2 separate regions of the Mus musculus genome follow, and region 2 is linked to region 1. A link is a contact called in public HiChIP or PLAC-seq data. All regions are on one chromosome and are shown on one strand. Each heading gives the region's core, a stretch centred on a gene start, on an enhancer-like site or on the middle of the called end of the contact. The rest is flanking DNA. Distances are from core to core; before and after follow the strand shown. Region 1 overlaps Aim2 (absent in melanoma 2). Region 2 overlaps Ifi202b (interferon activated gene 202B).

Region 1 (4,581 bases), core at 254-2,753:
CCTTTTTAGAACATCTGGGAATAATTCTTTACCCAAGATACAAACCATTTTTTTTTAATTACGTATTTTCCTCAGTTACATTTCCAATGCTATCCCAAAAGTCCCCCATACCCTCCCCCGCACCACTTCCCTACCCATCCATTCCCATTTTTTTGGCCCTGGCATTCCCCTGTACTGGGGCATATAAAGTTTGCAAGTCCAAAGGGCCTCTCTTTCCAGTGATGGCCGACTAGGCCATCTTTTGATACATATGCAGCTAGAGTCAAGAGCTCTGGGGTACTGGTTAGTTCATATTGTTGTTCCACTGATACAAACCATCTTTAAGGATACAGGAAGATTAATCAAACCCTAGATGGTGGATCCTACAATTCTCCAACCCCATGGTTCCTATTTCTTGTTCATCCCATCCTTCCCTGAACCTGTTACACAGCTCAAAACACACCTAAATTTCCTTCCACAGAAGGATCAATAACATCAAATTGCTCAAGATTCTTGCTGCAAACAACAGAATTGACTCCAGCTAGCTTAATAAAGTCTTGTTTTCTTAAAAATAATAACCTCAGAGATCAGTAAAGGATAAAGGAACAAAGTCTGGTCTAAACTCACAGAAAAAGGCTCCCCACCCCTCCCCCCACCCACACATCAAACCACACAGTGAAACTGTTCTGAAGGAGGAAGCTCACTGCTGCTGTCACCTGCAGAATGCCAGGATCTGTCTCCACAGCCACTGCTAAAACTTCAGCACCAATGCTGCCTCGGTGTCAGCAATCCTATTGCAATTTCAGTTGCTGCCTGAAAGCTAATCACGCCTAAAGGAGCCATATTGGCAAGGGCTATGCCCTCCATGTTTCTGGTCCTTATACCAAAGACGTCAGACTCAAATCTCATCTGGAAAGCACCCGTTAGGGCAAGCCCTTGTCTGCTCCAGCCATCTGCACTGCAAAGGAAGCTGAAAGTTGGACTTACTTCTGGGTTGGGGAGGTAGGACTATTACATGTGAATTATTTGTAAGATGCTGGAAAGTCCCAAATGTGACATGTGCCCAGTAAAAACACAAAAAAGAAGGGGGAGGAGGAGGAGGAGGAGGAGGAGGAAGAAGAGGAGGAGGAGGAGGAGGAGGAGGAGGAGGAGGAGGAGGAGGAGGAGGAAAAGAAAAACCTATTTAAAAGAGGTAGAGATTTGAAGGCTAAACCCAAAATGCTGGGTCAGGGAAGCATTCAAAAAGTGTCATTGATACAGAAAAACAGGAAGAGGAGGAGCAGGGCAGGGCAGGTGATAAGAATGTGGGCTGCGTGCAAGAAGTGTTAAATTTGAGGTACTCATGAGATATGTAAATAGAGAGATTTAATTGAATTTATGAACCTGGAGCTTAGATGAAAGGTCAGAACTCTGGATAATGCAAACTGCATTAGAATGCAGATGGCAACTGATGCTGTGGAGAGGATGTGGCTAAGGAGGGAGGTGAGGTGGAAGCACCCCCTAGAGACTCAGGGAGCCATGGCACTGGGCAAAAGAGGAGCAAGGGAGGGAGACTGAGAAAGAAAGGTCAGAGCACTAGAGAACAGAAGCACAAGCTAGGGGGTACCAGAAGGCAGGATAAAGAAGGAGGATGGGGATCAATAGTGTAGCATACATTTGAAACTTGAGAAAATAAGACAGATCTCAAAGGTTCTCACTATACCCACGGTAAAAAGATATCTATGTAGGCAAACACACAAACACATACACATACACCATACACACACACACAGAGAGAGAGAGAGAGAGAGACAGACAGACAGAGAGACAGAGACAGACAGACAGATTAATTTTGTTCTATGATTATCATTTCACAAGATATGTACACATGAAGATACTACATTGTGTCCTGTTAACGCATACCCATTATCTGTGAATTATAGCTCAATAAAGGCAGCGAGTGGAAGGTTTCAGATCTTAAAAGTTCTACTAAGATTTAGGAAGCATACAGGTGGCTATTGCCTGATTTTCCTATGATATTTTCTATAATTTTCACCCCTCGTATCCTGACTTCTAGTCTAGGTTGCTTGGCGGATGCTGGGCCATACTGTCCTGAAGCAGAGATGAACAGAGACAGGAACAAAGCAGAGATACTGGCCTTTGAGAAAGCTGTAAGCTTCTGAAACCGCAGGATCATACAGCTTTGCTACCAAGTGGAAGGTTCCCCTTGCCTTCTGCCTGCACACAGGCTTTGTTTCTAGTGTGAGCTGTCCCTGCTCTCATGCAGGGGCATATGCCTAGGACCGTCAGGTCAGTGGTCAGGCCTTCCTCACATCCCTCAACCCCCTGTACTGAACCCTGCTGCCTTGGAAATCTTGCCATTCTGTGCACCCCCTTCATTTGATCTCTACAGTTCATCGCCCAAGCCCAAAGCCAGGATTCCATGATTTTCCCATCATGGTCACATAAGACACAGAAGTTCATGATATCTGCCACCCTATCAAACAAATGAAAATAAACATCAGCTTGGATGACCTTAAGTCTCACGGTCTTATGAAGTACCTACTCCATGAGACTACCTGAGTGTATCTGGTGGCGGGGGTGGGTGTGGGGGTGGGGAACATTATGAACATCGAAAGAGTTTATATAGTTAAAAGACTAAGAAAGACAATAAAATACTAAGACAAATATAAAACATTATATTATAGCAAACACTGTGCACTATTACTAGTATTAGGAAATTTTTGTGTTGTTTCTGCTATTTTCATAAAAAGGCAAGCTATAGAAGCATAGGGCATATTCAGATATCGTTTATAAACAATGTAAAAATCAAGCCAGCCATGGTGCTGCACTTAAGGGGTGGAGGTGGCAAGGTCACTTCAAAACCATCTTTGGCTACAAAGGAACTTCAAGGACAACTTGGGCTACACAAGTCCATATTTTAAAAACTAACAATGAGCAAAGAGAATGCGATATACTGAGACCTCAACCCACAACTGTTAAGTGCACGAGTTTTACTAATATCCATAAAGCCATTCCATGCTCAACTTACCAGGATTGCTTACCATGTCCGCTTAGTGTGACTCATACTTGGGACACCAGTGAAAAATGAAGTCAGAGGTGACATAGGAACATGTTGGAAAGTAAGGGGACTCAGTTGACCTCTGATTCTGCAATTACAGTCTGTATGCAAGGACCATCCCTTTGCTGAACTTCAGGATACATGAGGATAAGAACAGGTTTTCTTTTCTGGTTTATAGCCCAACATTTGTAATAATCATTTGCTAATGAGATTTTAATGATAAAAATCCATCATACCGTTTCCGTATATAAAAGACAAGTTCTTCTGCTGCAGTTTCCTTCACAATTAGAAACTTTCTACTTATGCTTGCCGGTTCCTTGTCTCTCACCTATCATGTCAGGTGGGAGAAATGTTACAACATTATGAGAAGAGCCAATGTACTTGGTGATGAAACAGAGAACTGACAGTTACGGAGGCTTCAGGTGGGCAAAAGGACAGGACAGGGAGACACAAGGACAAAAGGACAAAAGGACAAAAGGACAGGACAGGGAGACACAAGGACAAGCACAGAGTCGTTGGGATATACTCAGACTAACAGAGGGTCCAGAGGAATGAAATGGCCCTGACAAGCACAGCAACATGGTATGCGCAAGTGTGCACATTCAAATATGTATATGTATCTGCATGTGCATGCATGTGTGTGTGTGTGTGTGCGCGCATGTATGCATGTGTGCATAAGATAGAATCTTTGTCTCTGGTATCTGATTCCTGTATCCTCCTGTGAATTGCCCAGGATGTTTTATCAATCATGTGGCATACCTGAACATCACAAATATGAAAGTACCTAACACACTAGGATTCCCATCAGCCAATGCAGTCTATCGTTTATTGATTCCTGGTATCAAAAACTTCAGCCTGATTTTCTAATTAAATTCTAAAACATGTGCTTCTGCAGATTGGTACCCAACACCTCACTTTATGTCAATAAAGCTGTGATGTCCAAATACCAACTGTCTCTATTCTCTCTGTTGATAACTAAAATGTATACACACATGCATACATACATGCATACATGGATACAGGCAGTCACATACATATGTATCTGCTTCTCATATTTTATTTATTTGTGTCATTATCCTTGCTTTGTCTTTTATTTAAAGTTGACATAAAATTCTTTCTTAAACTCCTGGTTGGGAGTTCTTACACAGGACATGATACATGATTGCCATAGTCTGGGTGACTTTTTCTGGCTTGGAAGGTCACCGTCTCTGAACCTCTCACTTCAATGGTTACAATCATTGTTTCAAGTGATTGATTACCCCTAACAATCCTGCAAAGTTATATCATATCCATTTTGAAGATAGGTAAAGAGAGGCTTAGGTTTGTTGTGTGCATGGCCTAAGATCATATGATTAATACAATGTACAAAAAAATATCCTGAACTTGAGCCAGCAGAAACCACAGCCCGAACTCTGACACCTAACCACATCACCCCACACCACTTCCTGGTAGCAAAGTGAATGGAATCAGCTCTAGTCAAGATGGAACCAGAAACACAGAGGTAAGAAACAGCTTCCTTACTAAAAGACTCCTCTGAGCTA
Region 2 (4,830 bases), core at 1,578-4,077, 540 kb before region 1:
TGTGAACTCCTGTTGTCATTATGAATGTCTTATTAAGGCAGCCATATTATTCAGTTTTCATGTATACTACTGTCTGCCATATAGAAGACACTCTCTTGCAAGAAACAACCTGGCCATCTGGCTTTCACATTCTTTCCTCTACCATTTCCTTTATGTCCCGAGCCTTGGGTGCAGAATTTATATTATAGATGTATCGATTAGGAACGGGCACATAGTGAGTTGTCCTATTGAATATTATCAGTTGTGGATTTATGTGATATTTTCATCTGCTGCCAAAGTAAAAGGATGAAAGTCACTCTTATCTCTAAGCGTAAGGATGGGTATTTAGAATGAAATGGAGGTGACAATTATACTAGTTTAGCACATCAAATTAGTCGTTCTCCTTTTCTTTCAGGAGCATGACCTCATGAGGCAGTAGCTGTCTAGGTTTTCATTACTATGCATAAATTCCTTCCAATTGAAGGTTTCATAGGTCCAATAGAACAGTTGTTGGTAACCTCTAAAATACAAGGGCCACTATTGCCCCACTGGGGATATCTTTCTGTGATGGCCATTGTTGTTGCTGATAGGCTGGGAACGAATATTATTTGTCTTTCTTCTTTGGCAGCTTGCATACCACTTTTCCATACATTATAGAGATAATCCACAAACTCTTCAAATATTGTAACTCCAGGTATATGGATTGCAACATATAAATACCAATAAGAACAACAAGAAGAATTTTACTCTTCCTGCACAGCAATCTATAACAGGCCCAGAAAAAAAGAAACAACAATTTTAAATATGATTGAAGATATGAAAAATATCTTTATAAGGGTCTTGAAAATACATAGAATTGAATGACATAATGAAAACAATTCAAATAGGAAAGTAGAATTTAACAAAGATACAAAATCACTAAGAAAACCCAAACTTAAATTAAACTGGAAATGAAAAACTTAGGGAGTCAAACATCTCATATGTAGGCTCTTCCAACAGATTAAAAGACAGAAGAGAGGATTTCAGATCTTATTGACAACTTGAAAAATAATATCTTTTTTAAATTTAATTTTATTTGCAATTCATTTTTTTACACTCCATATTCCAATCCCTGCTTTTCCCCATCCACCCTCTGACTGCTCCACATCCCACACCTCCTCCTCACCACACCCTGTCTCCAGACAGATGCCTCCACCCTCCACCCCATCTGACCTCTAAACTCCCTAGGGCCTCCAGTTCCTTGAGGGTTAGGTGCATCGTCTCTGAATGAACTTAGACATGGAAGTCCTCGACTCTATGTGTGTTGGGGGCCTCATATCAGCTGGTATATGCTGTCTGTTTGGTGGTCCAGTGTTTGAAAGATATAGGGGATCCAGATTAATTAAGACTGCTGGTCCTCCTATAGGATCGCCCTTTTTCTTTCAGCCTTCCCTAATTCAACAACAGGGAACAGCTGCTTCAGTCCATTGGTTGGGTGCAAATATCTGCATCTGACTCTTTCAGCTGCTTGTTGGATCTTTTGGAGGGTAGTCATAATAGTTCCCTTTTTGTGAGCACTTCATGGCCTCAGTAATAGTGTCAGGCCTTGGGACCTACCCTTGACCTGGATCCCATTTTGGGCCTGTTGCTGGACCTTCTTTTCCTCAGGCTCCTCTCCATTTCCATCCCAGTAATTCTTTCAGAGAGAAACAATTATAGGTCAGGGGAGTGACTGAAGGATAGCAATCCCATCCCTCACTTGATGTCCTGTCTTTCTGCTGGAGCTGGGCTCTATAAGTTTCCTCTCCCTACTGTTGGGCATTTCATCAAGGGTCCCTCCCAGTGAGTCCTGAAAGTCTCTCACCTCCCTGGTCTCTGGTGTACTCTGAGTGATTCCCTCCACCCCCCTCCAACCTCCTAGTTCTTGAGGATGCCTATTTACATTCTTTCTGCAGGCCCTCAGGGCTTCAGTCCTTTTTCCTCACCCAATAACAGATCAGCCCCTCCCCCATCCACTTTCCCTCCCAAGTCCCTCCCTCCCTCCCTATTTATGATTGCTTTCTTCTCTGTCCCAAGTGGGACTGAGGTGTCCTCAGATGGGCACTTCAGCTTATTGAACCTTTGGAATTTTGTAGACTGTATCTTGTGTATTCTGTATGTTTTTTGTTTTAGTTTTGGTGTGTTTTTTGGCTAACATCCACTTATTAGTGACATACCATGTATGTCCTTTTCCATCTGAGTTACCTCACTCAGGATATTTTTAAGTTCCATCCATTTGCCCGCAAAAGTCAGGATGTCCTCGTTCTCACTAGCTCAATAGTATTACACAATGGAATGCTACTCAGCTATTAAAAATAATATCTTAATCAGAGAGAATGTTAAATGCAAAGACAAACACAACTAAAAGTTGTAATTGAAAAAGCTATCTGTAGTAAATGTCCAATACAATTATAACACACATTTCATCCCAGAAGAGCACTTACTCTCTGAACTAATGTAGTTACAGAGCAGTGTATTATATGTGTAGGGTGGAGAACATGGATTTGCAGGTGTGAGTAAGCCATGAAGGTGGAAAAGAGATCATGAATTGGATGGAAGAAGTCATAAGAGAGGGTAGAAATGGTAGGGGTGGGTGAATACATGTGATTAGAAAGCAGAAGTGGGGACAATCTTGTATAGAAAAGAGGAACCTAGCAAGTACTGGCAGTAGGGCATAAAGATGATATCAAAGAGTGAAATAATGAGAGCAAATTATTTAAAACATATATGCAAGCTGAGGTTTGGGATCTTTGTTAGGGTATACAGAATGTAGATGGTAAAGTTATCTGAAAATATGCCATCATTTCAGTGAAATATTAGAGAGCAAAGATCTGTGAAAAAAACTAAAGGAAAAACTGCCAGTAATCTCATGACTTTAAAATTAACTATCAAGGTATAAAGGAGAGCAATCTTTTTTTTTTCTTTTCTTTTCTTTTCTTTTCTTTTCTTTTCTTTTCTTTTCTTTTCTTTTCTTTTCTTTTCTTTTCTTTTCTTGTCTTTTTAAACAGAAGAACTCAATCAAAAAGTCTGTATCTACAGAAAGAGACATCTGTCCCAGGCAATGTCCAACCGTAACTTAAGGTCATCTACCAACTCAGAATTTTCTGAGGGTCAACATCAGACCCCTTCCAGTGATTCATCTGGCCATGGGGAGGATCAACCTCAAGCCTCTCCTGGACCTGTAAGTCAACTCAGATGCTTGCCAGGAATTCACTAAAGTCTCCCAGCCATTCCTCATCAACTATAATAATTTGCTGTTTCCATTATGAAGTCTTCAGAATGTAATCACAATGGTCATAATCTTGAAAGAGTGTCTCTAGCCTCCCTCTAATTTATTTCTTTAATGATTTCTTCATTCACCAGGTGTGTATTTTGAAACACTGATTGCATCGGTACCTTTTGTTGCATTATACCATGACATCAGAACTCTGCATGTAGCATATCAGAGTGGAAGTTAGAACATGAGGGCCTTAGGCACATCTACTTATTTGTAGTCATAGTAATGACAGTGATATAATTAGAAACATGTATAAGCCCATGAGAGTGTAACTTGATCTAATATTTATTTTGCTTTGGATGACGTCAGCTTTGTAAAGAAAATTTCTAAGAGGATTTGCATTTAGAAGATTGTTCCTTGATTGATCATCAATATAAAAAAACAACTAGAGATAATGAATATCACAGTTATAAGAAAGTGTTTATATACCAACATACCTTTAATTTTAAAATAAAATTTAGGATATTTTAAAGATTTATGTCTTATAAATTTATAAAAGAGTATTGAGGCAATAGATAGTATTTCAGATGTTGCAGTAGGTGGGAATGAACACAAAGACCCATAATTCAGACTTCAATAAGATGACTTCATCAAATCATTCTCCTCAAGAATCAGGGATGTGTATGGGAGACAAGGATGAAAGATTATAAGAGCCAGCGATGGTGGATGACTCCAAAGAAACATTGTCTTTCAGATAAACAAGACTAATTCACATATAAAATAAGAGACTGTGGCAACACACATAAAACAGCACAGATTCCATGCAGATGGGAACCTGGAACTATCCAAATCCCTCAATTAAAATTCATATAATGTTTAGGGGCTACATCAGTATTTGTGATTCTTTATTAAATAATTCATTATTGATTTAATGTCTAATTACAACAAACTCAGTTCCTCTTTCATTGAATATGCTTGATATGTGTGCATTAAGGTTCATTTTGTAGTCTTCACCAGAGTCCACAAATTTATTTTCTGCAAATCATAATATTATGAAATTCGAATCTAGTCATTACTACATGTTCAATTTTATATAATTGGCACTAATAACTCAGTTGCTTTTTTTCTAATGTTATACTTCTGGTGACTGATCAAAAATTAAGTTCCAGTTGAACACTACTCATTCATAGGTGATGACTTTGTATGGCAAGCTTGACCAGACCATTAACATCCACTTGGGTCTGTGGAGACAGCAACACTATCTCCATATATTCAAAATCTATGAATATCATAGGTTTTCATTGCTTTGCATACTGTCTCATAGTTAGGTAATCTTCTCTACATTAAAATTCTCCATTGAAATCTAGTGAACTCAGACCACTATACAGAAAAGTGATTAGATCCTATCAATATCTTTCTGGCTTTTACAAATCATTGCTTTTGAGGAAAACTCTCTATCCATGTGTAAGGACATGGCTCTAACCAAAGTTACTCTACTTGGACCTATTTAAAAAAAAACACCTAATGGATTTTGTCATCATTTAATTATAGAAGATTGGTAGCTTTTGTGGAGATATCTTGTGATTTGCACCTTCAGAATAATTCCCAGAGAGTAC

What was found. HiChIP or PLAC-seq counts read pairs in DNA pulled down with a chosen protein or histone mark.
Region 2: an H3K27ac HiChIP or PLAC-seq map of large pre-B cells shows a contact between it and region 1, with 5 times the contacts expected there. The contact joins two enhancer-like sites. A contact is called at or near these places in 7 of 39 promoter capture datasets (the 3T3-L1 cell line, 3T3-L1-derived adipocytes, HPC-7-derived erythroid cells and 4 more) and 3 of 115 datasets of contacts at active chromatin or transcription factors (the 230-238 cell line, double positive thymocytes and large pre-B cells).

What each region holds. Positions count from the first base shown.
Region 1 is chr1:173,437,618-173,442,198 of GRCm38.p6, reverse strand. All of the region lies in intron 2 of Aim2 (absent in melanoma 2), which reads right to left. Among named protein-coding and RNA genes, the nearest start is that of Aim2, 19 kb to the right of the region's middle. Within about 2 kb of position 1,503, at least 79 of the 459 cell types and tissues checked have an H3K27ac peak or open chromatin away from gene starts, as enhancers often do.
Region 2 is chr1:173,975,613-173,980,442 of GRCm38.p6, reverse strand. Ifi202b (interferon activated gene 202B) reads left to right here. Exons shown (of 7, transcript NM_008327.2): 2 at 3,006-3,178. The coding sequence starts at 3,059. Among named protein-coding and RNA genes, the nearest start is that of Ifi202b, 4.8 kb to the left of the region's middle. Within about 2 kb of position 2,827, at least 25 of the 459 cell types and tissues checked have an H3K27ac peak or open chromatin away from gene starts, as enhancers often do.